2 separate regions of the Arachis hypogaea genome follow, and region 1 is linked to region 2. Evidence: chromatin contacts called from public Hi-C data. All regions are on one chromosome and are shown on one strand. Each heading gives the region's core, a stretch centred on a gene start, on an enhancer-like site or on the middle of the called end of the contact. The rest is flanking DNA. Distances are from core to core; before and after follow the strand shown. Region 1 holds the start of LOC112783696. Region 2 holds the start of LOC112782527 (chaperone protein dnaJ 1, mitochondrial).

Region 1 (6,064 bases), core at 588-3,087, 180 kb before region 2:
TTCATTCGGTTCAATCTATTCACCCAAATCTTGGGTCAAATTCTTCAAAATTAGTGTCAAAATTCTTAGTTTAATTAGTTCTATCTCATTAAACTATAAAATCTAATTTTCTATTTTTCTTGAATAAATGTTAATTTATGAGTTAATTATTTATTAATTATCGCCAACCTTGTTTTTCGAGCATAGCCATATTAAAGGCCCTAAGATCCTTGAAATTTAAACCTCCTTGAGACTTTAGTCTATAGATTACAATCGATTTAATCTAGTGTATTTTCTTTTTTTCGTTCTTCTCTGTCTCCACTAAAACTACATTATCATCTTGTAAAATTCTTCCATTAATGTCTCTGAAAGCTTAAAATAGCTCAAAATATAAATAGGAATAGCAGTTGTCACCGCCTTAATGAGCACTTATCTGCCACTGGCTAATAACAAGAATTGTTTCCACTGCTAAAGCTTCGTGGTAACTCTATCCTTAATATAATTAAAGGTAACCTTCTTAGACTTGTTAATCACGGAAGGGAGACCCAAATATCTATCATGGTTCCCTATATGAGGCACTTGTAATATATCTACCAATTGATTCCTTATATCTCTGGTGTGTTATATCTGAAAAAACTGATGATTTGTCTAATTTAATGACTTGACCAATAATTTAGAAATAGGTCTATAATACACTCAATAAGTGTTGACAATCCTCCTTTGTAGCTCTACCAAATAGAATTGAGTTGTCCACAAAGAATAGGTGGCTAATAGCAGGGCATATGCGATTAAGTCTCAAGCCAATAATTTCTTGCCTCTATTCTCCTCTATGGAGCAGATGGAAGAGTCTCTATGCACAAAAAAGAAATAGATGGAGAGAGAGAGAGAGAGATTATCTTGCCGTAATCCTCGACATGGTTTGAATAAACCATAAAGTTGTCATTTTCACCGTAATAGAATAAAAGATTGTCATTACATACTCCTTCATCCAGTCCACCTACTTTTTGCAAAAACCCATCTTCTCCAACATAGCCCAAACAAAATTCTATTCCACTGTATCATATGCCTTATTTATATCTAGTTTGAGAGCCATCTTACTATCTTTAAACTGTCTATTCTTTAAAAAATGTATGAACTTATGAGCAATTAGCACATTATCACTAATAAGTCGACCCTTGATGAATGCACTCTGATTTGGGCTAATAATTTTATCCATGATATTTAATTTTATAGAGATATTGCTCAAACTAATAAGACAAATTTACTTCATAGTATAAGCATTAGAGACCTTTAGTATCAAATAAATATTGGTACGATTAGAAGCCCTCATTAAATGACTCTCTGAAAAAAGTTAACCACTATCTGTATCACATCAGTCCTTATAATATCCCAAAAAATTTAATAAAATTTAATAGTAACAAAATGATATTAATCCAATAAAATCTACCAAATAGAGGGAGATATATTTGTAAAAAAGGTTCTAAAAATAATTTTTGATGTAATATTTTATAAACTTACTTTAAAAAATAATATTTTTCTATTTTTAAATTTGAGTAAATCTAGATCAAGAAAATTTTTTTGAATATTTTTTTATGTAAATAACAAAAAATTCAAATTATTTTGAAAAAATAATTTATTTTCTTACTTTGTAAATATTTTTTTATATGTTTTAAAAAAATATGGATGTCTTTTTACCACGAATTAAAAAATAATAAATTTTGATCATATTTAAAATGATCAAAATATCATTTTATTACTTGGAGAATCATCTCATAAAAAATTAAATGTTTTGAAGGTCAAAATTATAATTTATCATTATTAATATCAATGATTTCCACGAGTTTATAAAAAAAAAAAAAAAAAGGAAATATACTAGCACTTTTTTTACTCCATTACGTGGAATGAGAAACCCTCTCTTTCTCTCATCAATGCCTTCAGTTGAACACCATAACCTGTCTGCCCTCTGCAAATTCTCTCTCTCTCTCTCTCTCTTTCTCTCTCAGTTGCTATGATCATTGAACAATTTTGACTCAGTAAGGCTCCATTCTTTTCCTTCTTCTTTTATTCACCATCGTCCTCCATGAAATGTAAAAGAAAACAAAAACAAAAACGACCCTTTGATTGTGCCATTAATTTTAGGGTTTATTATTTATTTTTAATTTAGTTCAGCAATATTGTATAAGTTGAGCCTCAATTTCTAATGCCAGTATAGTTTGTCCATAGATAGAGCTAAAATTACTATTCTTTTTTACATGATTAAGAAGCATCATTTTTTTTATTTTGTTTTTGGTTTTGATGTTTCCCAATTACTTACAGGTTTATGGACTACTCTGATTTCCTGAAATTGTTGATTTCCATTGTTGTTTGGTGCACTGCTTACATTGCTGTTGCCATTCTTGATTCCTTTCGTGCCGTTAATTGTCTTTCAGCTTCCTGAGCTTGAGAGAGGTCAGGGGAGATTGCTCAGGATTCAAATTATACCAAAGCGTTATGGGTTATGCACAACTTGTTATAGGTCCTGCTGGCAGTGGCAAGGTAATTTACTGTATCATCTCATTTGTGTGTTTCTTATGATAGGACACTGAATGAATGGAGAAATTCTAGCATGATCTTTGTCAAGCAAAAGAAAAGTTTTTTTATACTGTTTGGCACTTTACACAATTACGCTTCAGCCATTTTCTAGAATAATGTAGTGAATGTAAGAAGCAACAAGCAATGACCTCCAACTTTGATGTGCAGATGGTGAATGGAATAGTGTGTTTTGAGTGTGATCTTTAGGAGACCTTAGGAAAAAATTTGTTAAAGCAGAGTTAGTTACAAATGATGTATTGAAGAGGAGAGGAAGAACAAAGAAAACTTTAGCAGAAATTATTAGAAGAGATTTAAATATGAATGGATAAACACAGAGATGACTTATGACCGGGCACAATAGCATTGGTTGTTCCATGTATCTAACTTTAGTTGTTGTTGTTGTCTTTGTTGTTTTGTGTATTGTCTAATCTTTGTATGCTAACTACACCTAGTGGGACAAGATTAAACTCTGTTTGCAATTTTCTTTCTTTTAATTTTGCTTTTTTAAAAGTGGGTTCTTGTAGCTGTGAATCTATTAAGATTCGTCTGAGTGTCTGATTTTGTTTTCTCTTATTAGTCCACATATTGTTCGAGTTTATACAAACACTGCGCTGCTCAGCGCACAATGTATATTGTGATCCTGGACCCTGCTGCTGAAAATTTTGAGTATCCTGTTGCGATGGGTAAAATAAAATGATTTGTTACTTTTACAGATTCAGTTGTTCGGTTTTGTGGAGCCTAACAGTTTTACTTTCAAGATTGTTGCAGATATAAGGGAACTTATTTCCCTTGATGATGTTATGGAGGAACTTGGGCTAAGTCCCAACGGCAGTCCTATATACAGCATGGAGTATTCTTTTGTATTGATTTTAAGTTTTTCTGTTCTAACTTTTAAGCCAATGCCGTTGTTCATGCTGTGTTGATAGGTAAGTGACTTTGTTTGCTAGTATAAGTGAGTAACACCTGTTTTTATGTTGCAATCTTTTCTTGCTTATTTCGCTTATTTGCATTGTCAAAAGTTTGATAAAACCAACCCTTGTTACCTTAAAAATTATATATAGACACCCTGAAGATAATCTGGACCTTTGGTTTAATGAGCAACTGGAAAATTATTTAGATGATGATTATCTGGTCTTTCTGCCCAAGTATTCATTCTTATCTCTTAGTACCTTTCTGTTTTGTACTTAGTCTGCAAATGTTAACACTTAATGGAAAACTTTGATTGTGAGGTGATAATATTGTTATAAATGCAGTTGCGTGAGTACATGAGATAACAATGAAATATGTCTTTTTTTATCAAAACAGTTGTTTGGCAAGTTTGTTATGTTTCTTATAATTGTTTTTATTTTTTCCACCTATAAATTTGTTTGGTTGAAATTTGACCCAACAAAATTGTTCTAAGTCAATTCACCATTCTTTTATTTTTTTTTTTTCCAGATCAGATAGAATTTTGTTCACATGTCCCAGTGCTAAAGAATTTTGTGGAGCATTTGAAACTTACAAATTTTAATGCATGTGCTGTGTACTTGCTTGATTCACAGGTTTGTGGCAGTTGTTCATATAGACATATATCATGTTTCCTCTTAGGCGGCGACTCTGGTGTAGAAGCTCTTATGGCTTCTACACATGTAGAAGTGCAGTGGTGGATGGAGCTCAAGACACGTGTCTGAGGAGCTCAAGACCGGTGATGTGCAGGGCATGTCCAGTTTTTATCACGTTGGGATTATGACAGTCTCCTTGTGTAATTATGTGTATTAGTGCTTAATGAAGATATCATGGTTACGTGCCTAGAAATTGGGCTGAATGTTGAGGATTTTGTTTTGAAGAGCGTATTTTTTTAATTTAAGGGCAATGTTTATATCCAGCAATTTTAGAAGCTGAAAATGTAAAAGATATATAGAAGGTTGTTTAATTTGTCATATGTGATTTGTTAATTTATTTGGTTTTGAAAAAACAATTCAAATAAATATAATTACATTTAATTAAAAATATAATTTATTATCACTTATTGAATATGTACTTTTTTTGGGCGTTTATATTTCTCTCAAAAAAAATTGTGATATTGTTGAACAAAGCAAACTAACTTTGTGAATTATTTGAATTAAATAATTTAATAGTTTAATTTAATATATTACTTCAAAAGATTCATTCAAAATGGATGACATAAATACTATTTAACTATATTATATTATGACTTTTTAAGTTTTAAAATTATTTTACTGAATATAATTGTTGTTACTTGTATTTATTAAATATATATGCTACAATTTTTAAAAAATTCTTTCAAAAATTAATTTTAATAAATTACTTTTAAACTTAAAAAGTTTTATCAAATTAGCGTTATATCTAAAAAAACAAAAGATATACCACTTTTACAAATTGTAGTCTTTAATAAACCTACGCTAAAAATTAAACTACGAAAAATTTATTCTCCCGATTTTTTGTTACTCATTTGTATTCATTTTCTAGGGGTGATATTGTCTTTTAGCATCAATTACATTACTTTTTTGTTGTTTACTATCATTCATTTCATTTTAAACATTTTGATATTAAGTCTATAAATTATTTTTCGACTAACCTTTTTTTAAAATATTGAATGTCAACTTTTGTAATAAAATTACTTTATAATATAATATCTTTTGAAACAAGATATTTTAATTATATATATATTACCCAAACATCAGATTATGATCATCCAATTACTTAATCAAAACTGACCCTGACATATTTATCAAAATCTACTAGATAGATAAATATTAAAAATGTGGTTCAGATTTTTTCTTTTTTGGGCAAAAATTTCGAATTTTTGGTCCTTTTCTTTCTCACTAGACTTCTAGAAAACACTGTATCCCACCCGTCTTGTGCTTCATGATTATTGGTCAAACAAAAACCTCTCTCAACAAATTCACATGGTCCATCAAAAATAAATTAAAAATTATAATTACATTTTAAATCAAACTGTTAATTTCTTTGGTAACACACTGCAACAAATTATAATCTGTTTGTCCTTCTTTCTATTACTAAACCATCAGTCAGTTTCAAACGTCCACATGTTCATTCTATATTATGCCACAAGTATTCTATTGGTGTAAAAATCGTTTTCTTTCTGCACCATAAAATTCACCTTCCTGTTATGCTATCAATTCTTTAACATTACTTTGTATTACCAATGGTTGCTATTCTGATTGTATTTGTTGATTCTCTAGTGATTTTAAAATCATTCCAGTTTGCGTCTGATGTGACAAAATTTGTTAGCGGGTGCATGGCATGCCTCTCTGCAAACTGCAATGGTTCAACTGGAATGACCACATGTTAATATCCTATCAAAAATTGGACCTTGTGACTGAAAAAAAGGATGTTGAAGAGTAAGTACTCTTAATAACTTTCTTCTCATCACTTAGTCATTTTAATTCTGATCCAGTCATTTATTCTTTTTTTCTCTTAGATTCTTGGATCCAGAGCCTACCTTTTTGCTGTCTGAATTGAATCAACGGATGGCTCCTCAATTTGCAAA
Region 2 (6,577 bases), core at 2,946-5,445:
TGCTAAGTTCATGAAAGAGATCTTAAGTCATAAGAAGGATTGGAGAGAAACTGAAAAGGTGTTTCTCACTGAAGAATGCAGTGCAGTCATTCTAAAAAGCCTACCAGAGAAGCTTCAAGATCCAGGAAGCTTTATAATACCATGCACATTAGAGGGTGCTTGTACCAAGACAGCTCTATGTGACCTTGGAGCAAGTATCAACCTAATACCTGCATCCACTATTAGAAAGCTTGGCTTGACTGAAGAAGTCAAACCAACCCGAATATGTATTCAACTTGCTGATGGCTCCATTAAACATCTGGTGCACGAATTGTGAATCTTGCGTTGTAGCATTGCCAAGCTTGTCTGCGATCTGAGTGGAGTGTCGCTATTCGTCCGTCTTGTGCCTGGAATTTGACACATAGATGGAAAGTTGAAACTACTGCCCTGCCCTGTGCAGGTCTTTCGAGGATAATATTGTAGGGACTAGGGCAATCAAATATGAGGTATTGTATATCAATGATCCGTGATAATGGGTGATTTCCCATCATCGTTTTTAGCCATATGTAACCCTTAATTGGCACTCTTTTTCCAGAGAATCCGACTAATTCTTCGGATGAGGGTTGTATGAGTTTTTCAGATATTTTCATTTTTAAGAAAGTGGTATAAAAAAGAACATCGGCGCTACTACCTGGGTCCAGAAGGACTTTTCTTACCAACAGCTCGCCTGTTTGGATGGAGATTACCACTTGGCCGTCTGAGTGTGGTGCGGCCGAGCACATGTCCTCCTTGTTGAAAGTGATTTCTAAGTCAGGTACGTTGTTGTTGCTGTATAGTGTTGTTCCTTTGATTGCCAGCATTGTACGGTAGCTACGTTTCCTTACCGATGTTGTTTCTCCTCCGCCGGCGAATCCTCCGGATATGCAGTTTATAATCCCTTTAGGTGGGATATTGTTTGACCATTTTTTGATTTCCTTGTTTTCCGAGGTTTGTTGACGTTCTTCCTTGTCCCTATCGTTTTCTTTATGCTTCCTTCCTTCGATGTACTTATCTAGGAGGCCTTGCCGAGCCAATCTTTCTAATAGATCCTTGGCTATCACGCACTCGTCGGTTGTGTGCCCATACTTTTGATGGAAAGTGCAGTGTTTACTTTTGTCAACGAAACGCTGATCTTGGTAGCTTCCTGCCCTTGCTGGTGGTTTTATGATCTTGGCGTTGAGGATTTCTTTAATTATCTTTTTCCTTCTTGTGTTGAATTTGGTGTAGTTGTCAAATTTTGGGGTCAGTTTGAAGTGCTTTTTGTGGTCTTTGACATTTGTCGGTCTCATAGTTCTGTCATCCTCTCTCTTTGGTTGTTTTTTCTCTGTTTTTTCGGCTTCGCGGAGTTCTTCAATCTTCATTTGTCCTACCACCCTTTCCCGGAATTCTTCCAGTGTCTTTGGCTTGGTTACCACGATTGTTTCCCTAAATTTTCCGGGTCGGAGTCTGGCCTTTAGGGCATGCAAGTGGACAGCGGGATCTAGATCGGGTATCTCCATGGTTGCTTTTGCGAATCTGGTCAGATAGTCTTTCAAGCTTTCATGAGGACCTTGGCGAATGGTGCCGAGGTAGTCTGATCCGTGTACACATATCCGTGCTGCAGCGAAGTAGTCTATGAAAGATTTTGCCAGTTCCTCAAAAGAGGAGATTGATCCTGTAGGTAATTTTGAAAACCAAAGTAGGGCAGCGCCGTTGAGGTAAGTAGGGAAAGCTCTGCAAAGAACAGGTTCGTTATTAGGGCCATTAAAGAACATCATAGATTGAAATTTCTTAATATGAGACCGGTGGTCACCAATCCCCTTATATGGCTCGAGTGAGGAAGGTAGTGTGAAGTGTTTTGGCATCTAGTAGTTGGTAATCTCCTCGGAGAACGGGTTGTCCAGGGTCAGCTTCTCCTTTGGTGGGTCTACACTTAGCAGGTCTGCGTTGCCTTTTCCTTTGGAACCATTTTCTTCGCGTTTACTAGCGTTACTTTGGGTGGAAAGTTTGGCAAGTCTTTTGACTTCCGCTTGCAGCTCGGCCATCTGGGTGATGAGTTCGGCCTGGGTGAGTTGGTGAATCCCATTGTCGGCCATGCTCGAAGGTTGGGTAACCCTGTGTAAAAAAGAAATACAAAGTGCGATGTAGAGAAATAGTGGGGTTAAATTAACTTTTCGGGCCCCACGGTGGGCGCCAAATATTCTGTTCTGATTCGACCGAGGTCTGTAACTTCCAATCGAGGCTGCTCGGCTCTTGGGAGAGTTATACGTCGTCCGTAAGGTAGCCTTCAAGGGTGACCTCGGCACGATGAAACACGGCGGCGGGAGCACCTGCAAAAAGCACTCCGACGCTCAAGTAAGAATGTGAGTTATAAGAAAGTAAGAGAAATAACTTAGAGTGAGTTCTGTGACCTGTTTCTCCTGGGCTATTGGGTTCGGTTTTATAGGTGAACGAAGTGCTTTGCTTGTTCCGATAATCGTGGTTCAGTTAGTGAGTTCTGTTGTTGTTGGTAACGGCTAGTGGATAGTGTTTGACTTATGCTTAGTTTTTGGTCAAGTGGTTATCCCAGATATGTTCATTCGTCTCCAATCTTTGTGGTCGGTCTTTAGTTCTGATCTTATCTCCGAGTTTATAGGGTACACATCAACTAGTAAGAGCAAAAGGTTGTAATTTGTTCTGTTACAAGTATACCATTTTTGTCGTAGAAGCTATTTGTTGGTTAATAGTTAATACTTTTTAACTTATCTCATATCTACTAGCTTTGCCTCTAAATATTTCACCGATGGTTGGCCCCCGAGTTTAAAAAGTAAATAAATAAAAAAAATAAAATAAGAATTTAATATTCAGTATCCTACAACAGCAGCAAGTCTGGCAAGGAGCGGCTGACTTTCAGTCTCCCTTCAATTCTGCTTTCACATGCGGTCCAGATTGCGCTTCTATGGAGTCGCCGGAATGTGCAGAGCGAGTAGCAACGGAGCTGTGTCTATCTCTCTTAGCTGGTCTTGTCCGTCCCGAGCGTCTGCACTGAAAGAGCAGCCATGTGGCGCCTATTGCAGTTCAGGCCGGCAAGCTTTCCAGGTCGCATGCGAGTGGAGCAGAGGAATCTGGGTTCGCGGGGAGGGGGTTCGGAGCCAGGTAGGGTTGTTGGGCTTAGCCAAGACCCAAAAAAAGGGCAGAGACAGCAGGCAGGAGCCGGGGTCAGGAACCATTTAAAATAATTTTCTTCCCGGCGTTGCAAACCAGAGCGAAAAAAGAGTGACGGTTTCAATGCACCGGCGTATAGACAGGGCATCACGATAATCAACTGTGACTTGGACGGTAGCAATTGGCAGCCTAACAGAGCTCCCTGGGAGCGGGGAAGACGAGTCTGGCTGGGTTGGGTTCAGGGGCGAATTTCTGGGCGAGTTGGGTTCTTTGGTTGCTTGTCTGAGCCCATTATTGAAAAAAAAAACAAAAAAATGTACTTTTATAATTTTTTTTAAAATATCCAACTTATTTGGATTGGTATTTTTAAAACAATAAAATGTACTTTTATTAGAAAAAATACTTTTATTTAAAAAAATATTTGGACAAATTTTTTTAATTAGATAGAAAAATGAAAAAATTAGTTACTCTAACAATTAATTCAAGTAATAGAAGAAAAATAATTTTTTTATTTTTTTCTTAATATTATTATTTAGGCTAATAAATATTAAATTATGATACAATTTTATTTTGTTAAAAAATTTAGATCTTAATCAATGACAAATTTAAAATAAAATACTAATAATTTAATACAAATTTAATCAAGTACTAAAATAAAATTAAGTTAATATAAATGATTGTTGAATTAATATAGTTACATCGTGAATTGATTCGTTTATAGGGTTAAAACTAAGTTAAACCAAATCGCAATCCAACTCCAACTTGACTTATTAAATTTGATTCGTCTAAAGTTTGATAAGTGAAGCTCATGATTTTGTTAGCGGACTTTGAACTAAAATTTAAAATTATATATTAAATGAATCGAGTTTGAATCGATACGCTCAATTTATTGGCTCAGAAAATTCACAATAAAAATACTTTGTAATTTAATGTGAATTTAATATAATACTAAAAAAAATTAAGATTTTTTTGTGTGACAAAATAAAGCAAATAAACAAAAGAAAAAAAAAAAAGAGGAAGATTTTTTTAAGAAGACATCCCTTCAGTATACTCAACTACATAATGCTCTAGTCACCAAAAAAAAAACTACATAATGCTCTTCTCTCTTTATAAGCAAATTTACTATGAAATTAGCTTCTTAAAGCATCAGACTAAACTGCACATCTAAATCTAATTTCTGCACAACAGTTTATAAAACTTAACAGTCAAATCTGCCACTTTTCTAAGATTCGCTTCCGAATCTTTATGTTAGACTGAGTAACAATATTTTTCATATAAATGGTGTAAAACTTGCACCAAACCCATCGTGCACCCCCCCCCCCCCTCCTGAATCAAAGTAGTGAAAGTCCCAGACCAAAGCAAAACCCTAGTCCTAGGTTCCGTCCCCAGGTTCTCAGCGTTTCCGCTTCTTCCTCTTCCCCCTGTCCGGAACCCAGGCAGCTCAGCACGTCGTCCGCATCCTCGCTGGCTTCTCTGTTCGTGGCTTGGAGCAGCTCGCCGTCGGGTCGCCGCTTGCCGTCGTCTCTGTTCTCGCCGTCGTCTCGCCGGTTGCCGTCCGTGTCTCCGTGGAAGGTTAGTGCCCTGCTTTCAATTCTTCGCCTCCGCTTCTTCCTTTTAATTTTACTTTGGTTATTGATGGCTCTGTGTTTACTGATGACTGAATGCTCGGTTCTTCTTCTTCCTTTTAATTTCTGAAATTTTTATTCAAATGTTCTTGTAATGTTTGTTGCTGTGTTGTAATGGCTGGGTTGTTGAATGATTATTTGATCTTCATCATCGTCATCATCAACAATGTCATTTCTTATTTCTTAATAAGCTCTTTAACAGAGGTGTTTTCGCCACTTGCGGGTGATTTTCCCCACTTCTCTCACCTTTTACTTACTGATTCTGTTCTTCAAAGACCAAATTTTGACATATATCCATGCTTTATTACTCGATTTGAGTATTGAGATTCGCCCCCTCTTTCCTTTGTATATCTGTAAATCGTGCATTACAGTTTATCAAATTCAGATGCCTGCTCTTATAATAAACATTCAGTACTGGTAGTTGGATTTGAGTGGATGCTTTTGCAATTTATTATATGGATACTCTTCATTCTGTAGCAACTCTAAACACGATGCTTGTTGATCTTGGTAATCTGTAGTAAAACATGTCTTAACCTGTCGATGTCACGCATTAAGCTGCTGCAAAACAAGAGAGATGCGCAACTGAAGCAAATGCGCAAGGAGATTTCCCAATTCTTGCAGGCTGGCCAAGAGGCAATTGCTAGAATAAAGGGTAATTGTTCAGTGTTTCATACCGCTTGTTAATTTTATTTCTATCTTAGCTCACTCTGCATATCATTCGAGAACAAAATATATGGGAGGCATATGAAATTTTAGAGTTATTCTGTGAATTTGTTCTTGCTTGTGTACCTATAATTGAGAGCCAGAAGTAAGTCCATACAAATCTAAGTATTTGTGCTTATTGGACGGTGTGTTTTCTTTTTAATTAGCTTACATGAAGATAAGTGATCGTGGATATTTTTTCTTTAATATCTGAAATTCTCTACATAACTTTTGAGTTTGTCTTTTGATAAAATCATATGGCTTTGTTTGATGATATTTCTTAATAGTATTTTAAATTTAAAGATATTTTAAAATTTATTATTAGACTATAATTATATTTTAAAATGATTATTTATAATTTATTTATTATTTTATTCTAAAACGACTTTTCGGGTTGAACTACGGTTAGACCGATTGAACCAGTAAACCAATGAACCAATAACTAGAACGGTTCGATGACCGGTCTAGTTCTCAGAACCTTGGTGTGGAAGCAGAGCATAACTGTAACTCAATTTCGCTTCCGAAGAGGATCCCTCCCAATGAGAAGGTTCACGTGGTTTACGCCGGTAATCTCAACGAACCAAAACCATTACAAGTATAAAAATTACTGTTTCCTTTCTTCTTTTCTTTTTCTTCCTTCACATTCTTGATTCTCCTCTTTTCTTTCTTCATTGCAGTATCGCCGCCGTTTGCTCTCTTTTGCGTTTTCAGAACCTGTGTCCATAGAGGACACTGCTTCACCGAATTATTGCCTTTTCGCCAATCGCCGTTTCTCAGTCGAGGCACGTTCTGGTTCAATTTCATGAATTTCTGTCCAGTCTTTTTATTTTTATAATATATATATATATATATATATATATATATATATATATATATATATATATATATATATATATTGGTTCAGTAGTTACCGATTCCTTTTTACTGATTTATTTATTATTGAATTCAATGTGTCTATGTTCCAGCTTTGTTCAATCGCAGTAATGTCCCAAAATCGGAGGAGTTTCTGAGTTTGAGTATACCATTGAGATATCGATATATTCATGCTGCAGGTTTTTATTTGAAATGATAAAGGATCACTATGTGTTTTATTTAGGAAAAGCTTAGAT

The links. Hi-C and Micro-C count contacts between places; a contact is called where the count stands out from the background.
Region 1: a Hi-C map of leaf shows a contact between it and region 2, with 2.6 times the contacts expected there. The contact joins the promoter of LOC112783696 here to the promoter of LOC112782527 in region 2. A contact is called at or near these places in 2 of 8 Hi-C or Micro-C datasets (both in leaf).

Annotation. Positions count from the first base shown.
Region 1 is chr20:123,443,799-123,449,862 of arahy.Tifrunner.gnm2.J5K5, reverse strand. LOC112783696 reads left to right here and starts at 1,837. Exons shown (of 12, transcript XM_072229690.1): 1 at 1,837-2,012; 2 at 2,296-2,514; 3 at 3,128-3,233; 4 at 3,319-3,400; 5 at 3,612-3,686; 6 at 3,688-3,695; 7 at 3,988-4,091; 8 at 5,777-5,833; 9 at 5,835-5,876; 10 at 5,878-5,915; 11 at 5,996-6,038; 12 at 6,040-6,064. The coding sequence starts at 2,470.
Region 2 is chr20:123,269,713-123,276,289 of arahy.Tifrunner.gnm2.J5K5, reverse strand. LOC112782527 (chaperone protein dnaJ 1, mitochondrial) reads left to right here and starts at 4,195. Exons shown (of 21, transcript XM_025824941.2): 1 at 4,195-4,713; 2 at 5,285-5,418; 3 at 6,146-6,250; 4 at 6,434-6,520. The coding sequence starts at 5,307.